Regions from separate parts of the Sus scrofa genome. Here region 1 is linked to region 2. The links are chromatin contacts, called in public HiChIP or PLAC-seq maps. All regions are on one chromosome and are shown on one strand. The core of a region is the stretch at or near the end of the contact, and the rest is flanking DNA. Distances in the headings are between cores, read along the strand shown.

Evidence for each region. HiChIP or PLAC-seq counts read pairs in DNA pulled down with a chosen protein or histone mark.
Region 1: a contact with region 2 is called in an H3K27ac HiChIP or PLAC-seq map of alveolar macrophages. The contact joins the promoter of DAP here to the promoter of ROPN1L in region 2. A contact is called at or near these places in 1 of 47 Hi-C or Micro-C datasets (embryonic fibroblasts) and 1 of 2 datasets of contacts at active chromatin or transcription factors (alveolar macrophages).

What each region holds. Positions count from the first base shown.
Region 1 is chr16:318,805-324,416 of Sscrofa11.1, forward strand. DAP (death-associated protein 1) reads right to left here and starts at 3,271. Exons shown (of 4, transcript XM_003134178.5): 1 at 3,000-3,271. The coding sequence starts at 3,054. It overlaps LOC100523337 (a long non-coding RNA gene), which reads left to right and starts at 3,344. Exons shown (of 4, transcript XR_001300877.2): 1 at 3,344-3,641.
Region 2 is chr16:40,180-46,646 of Sscrofa11.1, forward strand. ROPN1L (ropporin-1-like protein) reads left to right here and starts at 3,120. Exons shown (of 6, transcript XM_021076812.1): 1 at 3,120-3,257; 2 at 3,584-3,758; 3 at 5,377-5,500. The coding sequence starts at 3,628.

The DNA.
Region 1 (5,612 bases), core at 2,021-4,520, 280 kb after region 2:
TCTGTACCTGGAAGAGAAGGATGACTAAATCATAAGAGAATCTTACCCCCACACAATCACCTTACTCCAGTTTACCATGACTTAACTGGTAGCCTCCCATAACTGGCACCCTCCCATAACTGGCTGCCTCCTCTGGTGGCATCTTTCATCTTTAGCTGAAGATGGTATTTAAGGTGGTGGCTGGGGAGTTACTCATTTTTCCTGAGTCTCTCCCATGCACACAGAAGGTATATATGTTATTCAACTGCTGTTTGTTTTTCTCTTGTTAATCTCTCTTTTATCACAGGGGAGTCTCAGCCAGTCTAGAAGGGTAAAGGGGAAATTCTTGTGCCTCCCCTATACCCTGCATGCTGTAACACTTAGAAAACATTAGTTACCATTTCTACGATGATGATGCTATCTAAGAGTCCCACCTGCGCCATGAGTTTTTGCTGGGGACAGCTCAGAGGTGGAGGGAAGCTGCGGGACCCACGTGCCATGGAGAAGAGAGGTTCTGGAGAAACTTGAGCTGTGGATTGAGTATTCTCTGCTGGGCACTGTGCATCAGCAGGACCCAGCCCCGGAAGCAAGGAGCAAAGAGGTAGACAGGTGGAGGTGAGTACCATAAGGGAAGGGGATGGATGTTCTTAGGAAGCAAAGGAGAGCATCTGGTTCAGACAGCAGGAATGAGAAAACACAAAAGAACATGAAGAGAGACAGGGAGAATTTTATTGTTCTTGATTGCAGATTTCAGCACAAGTTCTTATTATCTAACTTATGCACTTTATGAAAGCATTCCCAAAGTTTTAAGGCCTTTATTTTAATTTATGAATGGGGCTCTTGGCTACTCGTGATGATTATGCTTTATTATAGTGGTTGTCTTTTCTTTCTTTCTTTCTTTTTTCCTTCCTTTTTTCCTTCTTTCTTTAAACACCTACTCTGCAGAACTGTCTGCTCTCTGGTCAGGCTAGAGTAAACAAGACTGCCCAGAGTGCAAAAAAAGGCTTCTGTACAGGGGCCTCTGTACCACAGGGGAAAACATATCTGAGGGTGTTGACTCAGAGGCAAAATACTGCAACCTACAAAAAGTCTCTTTCTTACCTGCACCCTGCGTCAGGATGCCAGGTCCTTCCTTTAACTCTAGCCGAGTGTGACCGGCCTTGGGAAATGTAGAAAGACAGTGACAGCTTCTAAATCAGCTTCTGCTGGACTGGGGACCCAAAGGCTTAAAGAACCTGCCTCGAAGTCACTTGAGTTTGTGGGTGGGATTAACTGCCCTCAGGATCCAATCCTAATGGTGACAGCAACAGCACAAAGACAGCCCTGCCCCACTCCTTTGCCGGAAAAGATCGTCTGGCCCAAACCTCCCATTTCAAGGATTAGGAAAACTGAGCCCTAGAGAAGCGACCAGCCTCAAAACTTAGAACCCAAGTTCCCTGCTACCCTGTCACAAATAACAGTGGTTCCTCTCTCCCTGGGAATAAATGAGATGTTTAATTTGTAATTCACACAGCCTAGTTGTGTACAATTCAAAGAAAATCAGAGCCCTTTATGAAATTTCTCCCAGGGAGTTAATACATACAGTTTATACCTCTGATCTTAAAAATCTCCATATGGCTGTCTCTACATGCAATTTAATTACTGCTTCTTTGTTTTGGTGTCAGTTCAACACATACAGCTAATGTCACTCACCACCCTGGGACAAGGCCTCCAAGGGCAGATGGCTGCCACATGGTCCACGACCACAAGTGTAAATGAAGGGCTGGCCATGGACCCGCAGCAGTAGGAATTAAAGGTCAGAGTTATTGCTAATGGAAATGACTCTGAAGTTCTTTTTTCATCCTAAACTAACGTGACACAGAGGTCCCCAAGGTCTATTTTCCATTACAGTGGAACGATTCCCTAAAATTCCTAGCCTCTCACACATCAGTTAGCCATTTTTCTTTCCTACTGCCCGTCAGTCTTGCTGTTGAGAGCTTATTTCACCACTGAAAAGTATCACCTACTCTGAAATGCGACAGCTCTAAGGTATTGCTATATTCACCACCATTGAGGCAGAGAATTAGTGGCCTATAGTGTGTGTGTGTTGTGGGGGGGATGGCAGGTGGAACTTAGGGGAATCTTTCCTCTAATCAAGATGGCACAAATGTTCCACAAAAAGCAGCCATGTTTGGCTAAGGCTTCTGTGACCAGCAGTCTGAGTTGGTAACTCCAATGAACGTGTGCAATGAACACCCTAAAAATCCCACACATTGAAGTGACTGGGACTCTGGGACCCGGTCACCTTTGATTCCTTCCCAGCGCCCTTCCATATGGAGACATCATCACTCCAAAGGAGAGAAATGGCAATCGCCCAGTAAGGGTAGATTCGAAACAGCAAACAGGAACTCTGCTCAGAAAGGGGGGGGGACAGTAAGAACATAAAGGTGGCTTAAGAGTCCCATATGCTAAGAAAGATGACTCTTGCCTGCATTTAACTTCCTTGGCTCAGAAGTTCAGGATGTGCTAAAGCAAAAAACAAAAAAACCAAAACCACTTTTGAGGAAGAGCAGCATAAGAAAGAAACGGGGCGGGGGAGGGGGGAGGGGAGTCATACTGGTTGATTAACTATAAAAATGATTTCCGTTCCTTTGGTTCTTTAGTCAGTAAAAAAAGCTGTCAGCCTACAATCACTCATCACCATGACGCTAAAAACATTGCTTTTTAATAGTTTCAGCTACTTGTTTTCTAAAAACATCTGTACATTCTAAGTAAGTAGCCACCGCCGAAACTTTGGGGTGTAAGTTGCTCAACGGGACTCCTTCAAGACACTCATTTGCATGCAACTCCGATGTTTCGCACACCTTAAGGCGATGGGTCTCATCCGCCCGGGGGCTGGGCTCAACTTAGACCCCAAGAGCAGACACGTCCCAGGCCGGCGGCCTCCCCCGCCCGGCGCCCCGCTCCGCGCCCCGTGCCCGCGGGTTCGAGCCCGCCCTCCGGACCCACGAGAGGGGAGAAAGTTGGGAACGAGTCAGTACCGGCGGGCGGGTGTCCTGCTTTCGTCTCTAGCTTTCCCTCGGGAGGCGAAGACATGGTGCGACCGGCTTTCTGAGGGGCCGAGACGTCGGCGGCTGAAGGCTAGCCGGCGAGAGGGAATTGCGCGCGAGCGTGAGCGCTGGGGAGCAAGGGAGGCGCGCGCGTGAGGCGGCGGGACCGCGCGCGGGCGAACAGACCCAGGCCGCCGAGAGGGGGCGCGGCCGCTGCGCGTCGACGTGGCGCGGTCCCGCCTGTCCGCGGCTGCGCAGTGGCGTCACTGCGCCCACCCCGCCCCGCCAGCCGTCGCGCATCCCAGGTACTGAGCATGCGCAGTCGTCGTCGCCACGTTGAAGGCAGTGGCCGAGGGCGGAGAAGGAAGGGGGACCGGGGCGGGGCGTTTGCGGTTCGAAGAGGCGGGAACTGGTGCTGGCAGGAGCACTCGCTGGAGGTTGAAAAGACGCCGGGAGCAGAGTGGCACTTCCGTGAACGGTGCTCAGCCAACCCGCTAGATAGACGGTGACGGTGGAGGAGAAACTGAACATCAGTAAGGGGCGCCCAAGAGGCTGATGTGTGTTCAGGTAACCGGCCAGTCTGCCAGATGTCCTCACCCAGCTCACAGCTAAAAGGACCGGTTAAGTGCGGAGGTGAGACCCCGGGTGGGACCGACAAAAGGCCCAAGCAGAGCAGAGATTTGTTAAAAGATGCTATAAACGGGAGAGTTCCCCCCCCCCCGAAAGGAAGACAGCGCTGTGAAGCTTGGACCAAGTTCTTGGAAGGTTGTGTCTGCTCCCCCTGTCTGTCATCTCTCTGTTGCGATGAGTCTTGATTCTGTCCGAGGCTGACCCTTTGGTCTTGTGCCCAGGATTGCATTCCTCTCACCATCTCAAGCATTTTGCAGCTAGAGGTATCCTCTCCTGTGACATGAATCCAGCCTTGCTAAATTAGCGTTCAGACGTGGCCAATGTCTTTAGAAAAGGAAAAACTTCTGCCTCTCTTGTCTGTATCTCTGTCTTTGACAACACAGCTGCTCAAAAAGCACCTCACCCCCTCTCACTCCTCAACCCAGTCCCGTACATCTGGTTGTCATTCAGCTCTACAGAGTCTACCACCAACCAGGAAGTCCTTCTGCCAAGGTCACTAATGACCTTCATGCTGCCCAATCCAGTGATAACTCTTCCACTCTCACCCTACTTGACCTTTCAGCAGCACTTGCCCTAGGGGACCATCCCCTTTCTCCTTAGCTTCAGGGATTGGACATCACTCCTTAGACACCCAGTATTTGAATTAGGTGCTTGGCTCCTAACTCTCAGTTGAATTGGTTTGCTCCTCTTGTAGGTTTATAAACACTTGAGTATCCCAAGGTTCAACACCAGCTGTCTTCTCTGTGTAGACCTGATTCAGTGGTTACAGGCAGGCCCACTGTCATCCATGTGCTTAACGGATCTCAAATCTTCAAACCAGTTTTCTATGTCTGCCTCTCCATTAAGCTCCACACCCATACCCCACTGCCCCCTTGACCTCCCTACCCAGATATCTAACTCAGCACTGCTAAACACTTTGCATCACAGCACACACAGAAATGCACACAATGTGCATTTTGTTTAGGGTTAGGGTTAGCGTTAGCACTACTAGCAGGATAGAAATTGGCCAGGCAGAAGTTGTGATATAGTTGTCATTGTCATGCATTCACGTCAAAACTTGCAGACAGGTGTCACCTGCTTAGAAGAAAATCCAAAATCATTAGTGGAACACTCTTAAGAGATGCCCCATCACTAACACTTTTTTTTTTAAATGATTTTTATTTTTTCCCATTACAGCTGGTTTATAGTGTTCTGTCAATTTTCTACTGTACAGCAAGGTGACCCAGTCACACATACATATATACATTCCTTTTCTCACATTCTCATGCTCCATCATAAGTGACTAGATGTAGTTCCCAGTGCTATACACGAGGAGGTCATGGCTTATCCATTCCAAAGGCAATAGTTTGTATCAATTAACCCCAAATTCCCAGTCCATCCCACTCCCTCCCCATCCCCCTTGGCAACCACAAGTCTGTTCTCCATGCCCATGATTTTCTTTTTTGTGGAGTGGTTCATTTGTGCCACATATTAGATTCCAGAGATAAGTGATGTCATGTGGTATTTGTTTTTCTCTTTCTGATTTACTTCACTTAGTATGAGAGTCTCTTGTTCCATCTGTGTTGCTGCAAATGGCATTATGTCATTCTTTTTTATGGCTGAGTAGTATTCCATTGTGTATATATACCACATCTTCCGAATCCAGTCCTCTGTCAATGGACATTTGGGTTGTTTCCATGTCTTGGCTGTTGTGAATAGTGCTGCAATGAACATGCGGGTGCATGTGTCTCTTTTAAGTAGAGTTTTGTCCGGATATATGCCCAGGAGTGGGATTGCAGGGTCATATGGAAGTTCTATGTGTAGGTTTCTAAGGTATCTCCAAACTGTTCTCCATAGTGGCTGTACCAGTTTACATTCCTATTTGTGGACTTTTTAATGATGGCCATTCTGACTGGTGTGAAGTGGTACCTCATAGTAATTTTGCTTTGCATTTCTCTAATAATCAGTGTCCATCACTAACACTCTTGATAGACT
Region 2 (6,467 bases), core at 1,870-4,369:
CAGAAATACAAAGGATCATAAGAGACTACTACATACAACTATATGCCAATAAAATGGAAAACCTAGAAGAAATGGACAAATTCTTAGAAAAGTACAATCTTCCAAGACTAAACCAAGATGAAATAACAAAGATGAATGGACCCATCACAAGAACTGAAATTGAAACTGTGATTAAAAAACTTCCAACAAACAAAAGTCCAGGACCAGATGGCTTCACAGGCGAATTCTATTAAACATTTAGAGAAGAGCTAACACCTCTCCTTCTGAAACTATTTCAAAAAATTGCAGAGGGAGGGATACTCCCAAACTCATTCAATGAGGCCACTGTCACCCTGGTACCAAAACCAGACAAAGACTCCACAAAAAAAAGAAAACTACAGGCCAATATCACTGATGAACATCGATGCAAAAATTCTCAACGAAATACTAGCAAACCACATCCAACAATACATTAAAAGGATTATACATCATGTTCAAGTGGGATTTATCCCAGGGATGCAAGGGTTCTTCAATATCTGCAAATCCATCAGTGTGATACACCACATTAACACACTGAAGAATCAAAACCATATGATCCTCTCATGAGGAAAAAGACTTTGACAAAATCCAACACCCATTTCTGATAAAAACCCTTCAGAAAGTGGGCATAACGGGAACCTACTGCCACATGATAAAGGCCATATACGACAAACCCACAGTGAACATCATTCTCAATGGTGAAAAGCTGAAAGAATTCCCGCTGAGATCAGGAACAAGACAAGGATGTCTGCTCTCCCCACTACTCTTCAATATAGTTCTGGAAGTCCTAGCCACAGCAATCAGAGAAGTAAAAAAAAATAAAAGGAATCCAAATTGGGAAGGAAGAAGTCAAACTATCGCTATTTGCAGATGACATGATACTTTACCTAGAGAATCCTAAAGACTCTACCAGAAAACTGTTAGAGCTCATTCACGAATTTGGCAAAGTTGCAGGATACAAAATCAATACACAGAAATCAATAGCGTTTCTATATACTAACAATGAAAAAGCAGAAAAGGAAATTAGGGAAGCAATCCCGGTTACCACCGCATCCAAAAGAATAAAATACCTAGGAGTAAACCTACCTAAAGAAACAAAAGACCTGTACTCTGAAAACTACAAGCCACTGATGAAAGAAATCAAAGATGATACAAATAGATGGAAAGATATACCATGCTCATGGATTGGAAGACTTAATATTATCAAAATGACTATGCTACCCAAGGCAATCTACAGATTCAATGCAATCCCTATCAAATTACCAAGGACATTTTTCACAGACCTCGAACAAAATATTTTAAAGTTTGTTTGGAAGCACAAAAGACCCAGAATAGCCAAAGACATCTTGAAAAAGAAAAATGGAGCTGGAGGAATCAGGCTCCCAGACTTCAGACTATACTACAAAGCAACAGTCATCAAAACTGCATGGTACTGGCACAAACACAGACATATAGATCAGTGAAACAGGATAGGAAGCCCAGAATTAAACCCACGCACCTACAGCCAACTCATCTATGATAAAGGAGGAAAGACTACACAATGGAGAAAGGACAGCTTGTGCAATAAATGGTGCTGGGAAAACTGGACAGCCACATGGAAAAGAGTGAATTTAGAACACTCCCTAACACCATACACAAAAATAAACTCCAAATGGATTAAAGACCTAGATATAAGACCAGACACTATAAAACTCCTAGAGGAAAACATAGGCCAAACACTCTCTCACATAAACAACAGCAACATATTATCAGATCCACCTCTTGGAGTATTGACAATAAAAAGAAAAATAAACAAATGGGACCTAATAAAACCTCAAAGTTTCTGCACAGCAATGGAAACCCTAAACAACACAAAAAGACATCCCACAGAATGGAAGAAAATCTTTGCAAATGAATCGACTGACCAGAGATTCCTCTCCAAAATTTATAAACACCTTCTGCAGCTCAATACCAAAAAAACAAATAACCCCATCAAAAAATGGGCGGAAGATCTAAACAGACAGTTCTCCAAAGAAGACATACGGATGGCTGAGAAACACATGAAAAGTTGTTCAACATCACTCATTATTAGAGACACGCAAATCAAAACCACTCTGAGGTACCACCTTACACCAGCCAGAATGGCCATCATCCAAAAGTCTACAAACAAGAAGTGCTGGAGAGGGGGTGGAGAATAAGGAACCCTCTTACACGGTTGGTGGGATTGTAAATTGGTGCAACCACTGTGGAAAGCAGTATGGAGATTCCTCAGAAAACTAAACATAGAACTCCCATTGGATCCAGCAATCCCACTCCTGGGCATCTATCCAGAGAAAACACAAAACACATCTATCGCAAAGACACATGTACTCCGATGTTCACTGCAGCACTATTTACAATAGCCAAGACATGGAAACAACCTAAATGTCCATCGACAGAGGAGTGGATCCAGAAGATGTGGTACATATACACAATGGAATATTACTCAGCCATGAAAAAGAACGAAATCAGCATTTTTAGCAACATGGATGGACCTAGAAACTATCATGCTAAGTGAAGTCAGCCATACAATGAGACACCAACATCAAATGCTTTCACTGACATGTGGAATCTGAAGAAAGGACAGACGGAATTTCTTTGCACAACAGATGCTGACTCACAGACATTGAAAAACTTATGGTATCCGGAGGAGACAGTTTGGGGGGTGGGGGGATGTGCTTGGGCTGTGGGATGGAAATCCTGTGAAATCAGATTTTTATGATCATTATACAACTACAGATGTGATAAATTCATTTGAGTAATAAAAAAAATTAAGAAAAACAAGAGATGCAACGAGAACGTGCTGTGTAGCAGAAGAAAATCTACTCAGTAGTTTGTAAGAACCTATATGGGAAAAAAGAATGGATATATTTATATGCATGACTGTATCATTTTACCATACACCTAAAACTAATACACCATTGTAAGTCAACTTTACTCCAATAAAATTAAATTAATCAAAAGAAAAAAAAAAAAAAAGTCCTTTTCAAGTGAAACGTTCTGCTCCTACAGCGAGGTAAAGGAAAGGACTGCGAAACCAGACTGCGCAAGCGCATTGCTCCACCATTTGTGCGCGTGCGCGGCTCCAGGGGGTGGAGCCCGCACATGTTTTGGTTGCTTGGATACCGCTGCGAAACAATAGCGGTGGCTTGCTGCCCAGTTGCTGGGTCTGCGCTAGAACCAGCGGTTGGCCCTCATTTTCCGAGGAACCGGAGGAGCGGGTAAGAGCCTTCGCCGGCTGCCGGCGCCTCAGGAAGCCAGCCTCTTGGCCTGCCCTCAAACCCAAAACTGCCGCCCAGCCCCGGTCCCCGGCCCCTCCAAACCCGAGGAAAGGTGGGCAGCCTGCCCTGGCCTGGTTTAAACGCACCACCCCCGGCCTGGTTCAAGATCCCGGACCCCGCCCAGCCCCGCCCCAGACCCTCTTCCTCCACTAGGCTTCAAACTGGGGACCCTGGACCCCGTGCTCTGGCCCGGCCCCTGGGTCCCCTGGCCGTCGCGTCTCTCCGAGTGTCCTGGGCTGGCCAACCAGCCTTTTCTCCCTCCGCAGCACACCTTGATTCTTTCCAGCCTGGTCCTGGTCTGCGGAGAGCGATGCCGCTTCCCGACACCATGTTCTGCGCACAGCAGATCCACATTCCCCCGGAACTGCCAGACATCCTGAAGCAGTTCACCAAGGCTGCGATCCGCACCCAACCCGCCGACGTGCTGCAGTGGTCCGCGGGGTAAGTTCCACCGGACTGGGACCTTGGAGAGCCCCCTGGTCCCCTTTGCCCAGTCGTGCCTAGTGAGTCCTCCTTCCTGGACAATGCTCAGTACCCTGAGTACCGGCAAAACCTTTTTTAGCATTGGTATCTACACCTAATATAGTATTGTAGATACCATACACCTAATGTAGGTACCAGTGGTTTTGGTATTTACACCTAAGTATCTATCTAGGAAGCGTCGTGGTTTATTGACCACGAGACCAGAAATTACTGCAAAATGCCCATTTATCTACAAAGCAATGGCAGCTCTATTGTTGGAGAGTGATATTTATGCAAGTAGACTAAAATTTATAAAACAGTTACATTGGGTAAAAAGTTTCTGCCTTGTGTTATAAACTCGAACTATCACAGTCCCTTTATTTGTGAAATGATTTTTACAAGGAAGAATCTTATGGTTATATTCTTTGTCTTCAGAAAATCCTCCAGGATTGAGTACCTTTTGAGGTTATTGGAACCAGAAAGACTAGTTTATGTCAAGTAACCATCCCAAGGCTGCTGTAAAGTTAAACTTTGCCCAGCTTAGTTCAAGCATATGAGCGTCACAGTTTATTGCAACAAACATTCTGCTTCTAGGAACAGACATTAAGTTAACAAAATATGTCTGAACTTGTCCTAAGAGCGTGAAAGTTGAATTTGAGGGGGTGGAGAGAGAAAAAGGGGATGAGATATAAAATTTCTTTTAGTCCATCAAATATCTATTGATCTACATTTTGTTACATGTTCAGAGATGTTTTCTAACTACTTGTATCTTTGAAATTATTACTGGTAGCCCTGGATGATTTAGTGCCTTATTTTCCTGGATATGGCATTTCTCTGACAGTGGTAAGGTTGTGAGGGCAGCAAATGATGTGGCTTCAGCAGCCATTCTCAGCTGCATGCACCCACAGAGAGTGAGCTTCCAGAAGACCCTGCCTGGCACCCCTCACCCTCCAGCCAGACCCCCGGGGTCCTGTCCCCCTCCTGTCTTGTTGCCCCAGACTCTCTCTGTGTCCCAGCTTCTTCCTAGTATTAGCACCAATATCCATGTCCCAGAAAGGAATGATTGAGTGGGAAAATACTGAAGAAAAAAAAAAAATACCAGGCAGGAAAGGTGAAGAGTAGGGGAGGTTGGCCCTGAGTTGGCCAAACAGGTGACTTCCCTGTTCTGAGTGCCTGAGACCCGAATAGGCAGAGATGCTTGAAATCAAGCCCCTCGAGAAGCAGGGCCAAGTCCCCAGCTGTCAAAATGATACTACTGGACCATGCCCTTGCACTTGGGTCACATGGGGCCCTGACCTCCACCTCCTCTAGCAACATCTCAGGACCTCTAGTGGCATCTACTTGATGAGATTAGCATGTGTCGTGAGACCCCCAGGAGTGCAGATGGGGGCCTTGAGACAGGGGCCACCATTCTCCCCACTCTGCAGACAGAGAAACTGAGGCATGTGGAGAATGTTAAGTCAGTTGAGTAGAGGGGCTGGGCCAGGGACCTAGCACAGTCCTCCGTCATCACTGTCTCCCTCTGAGGTCACTGATGAAAGTGCATGAAGTCAGCTGGATGCACAGATGAGCCTTCAGCAATGCATGTCGTTGTCAGGTATTTTTCAGCTTTGTCAAGAGGAGATCCACTTCCTGTAAAGGACAGAATTGAAATGCCCATGGCCACTCAGAAAACAGACACAGGCCTGACTCAAGGACTCCTTAAAGTTTTGCACAAGCAGGTATAAGATTGTCTTTGTCATCAGTCAGATGAACTTGAGATAAAGCTTGGCAGAAACCTCCCCATCATCCATACAAGCCCTGCTTCCCTTTGGGAAACCTCCAAGTTTATTCAAAGAAGGAATCTTGTATTCAGTGGCCTTTCTCTGGTTTAAAGAACCCCAAATAGGAGTTCCCATTGTGGCTCAGTGGGTTATGAACCTGACTAGCATCCGTGAGGATGCGTTTCTTTCTTTCTTTCTTTCTTTCTTTCTTTCTTTCTTTCTTTCTTTCTTTCTTTCTTTCTTTCTTTCTTTTGCTTTTTCAGGGCCAAACCTGCGGTATCCTCATGGATATTAGTTGGGTTTGTAACCCACTTAGCCACAACGGGAACTCCAAGGATGCTGGTTTAATCTTTGAGCTTGCTCAGTGGGATAAGGATCTGGCATTGCCATGAGCTGTGGTGTAGATCACAGACTCGGCTCGGACCTGGCGTTGCTGTGGCTGTGGTGTAGGCTGGCAGCTGTAGCTCCACTTAGACCCCTCGCCTGGGAACTTCCATATGCCATGGGTGCGGTCCTAAAAAGAAAAAAAAAAATGCTATTCATGATTATACTGAAATAGAATTTCTTTTAAATACCAAATTAAGGAGTTCCCATCATGGCTCAGCGAAAATGAATCCAACTAGGAACCAAGAGGTGGCAGGTTCTATCCCTGGCCTCAGTCAGTGGGTTAAGGAGCTGGTGTTGCCATGTGAGCTGTGGTGTAGATGCAGCTCAAATCTGGTGTTGCTGTGACTGTGGCATAGGCCGGCAGCTGTAACTCTGATTAACCCCTAGCCTGGGGACCTCCATATGCCACAGGAGCGCCCTGAAAAAAAAAAAAAAAAGCTAATAAATAAATAGCAAATTAATACATATGATGCTGCTGGACCAAAAAAAGTATCTGAAAATATGAAATTCCAGATATGGTGGTTGCAAAGATCCTTTT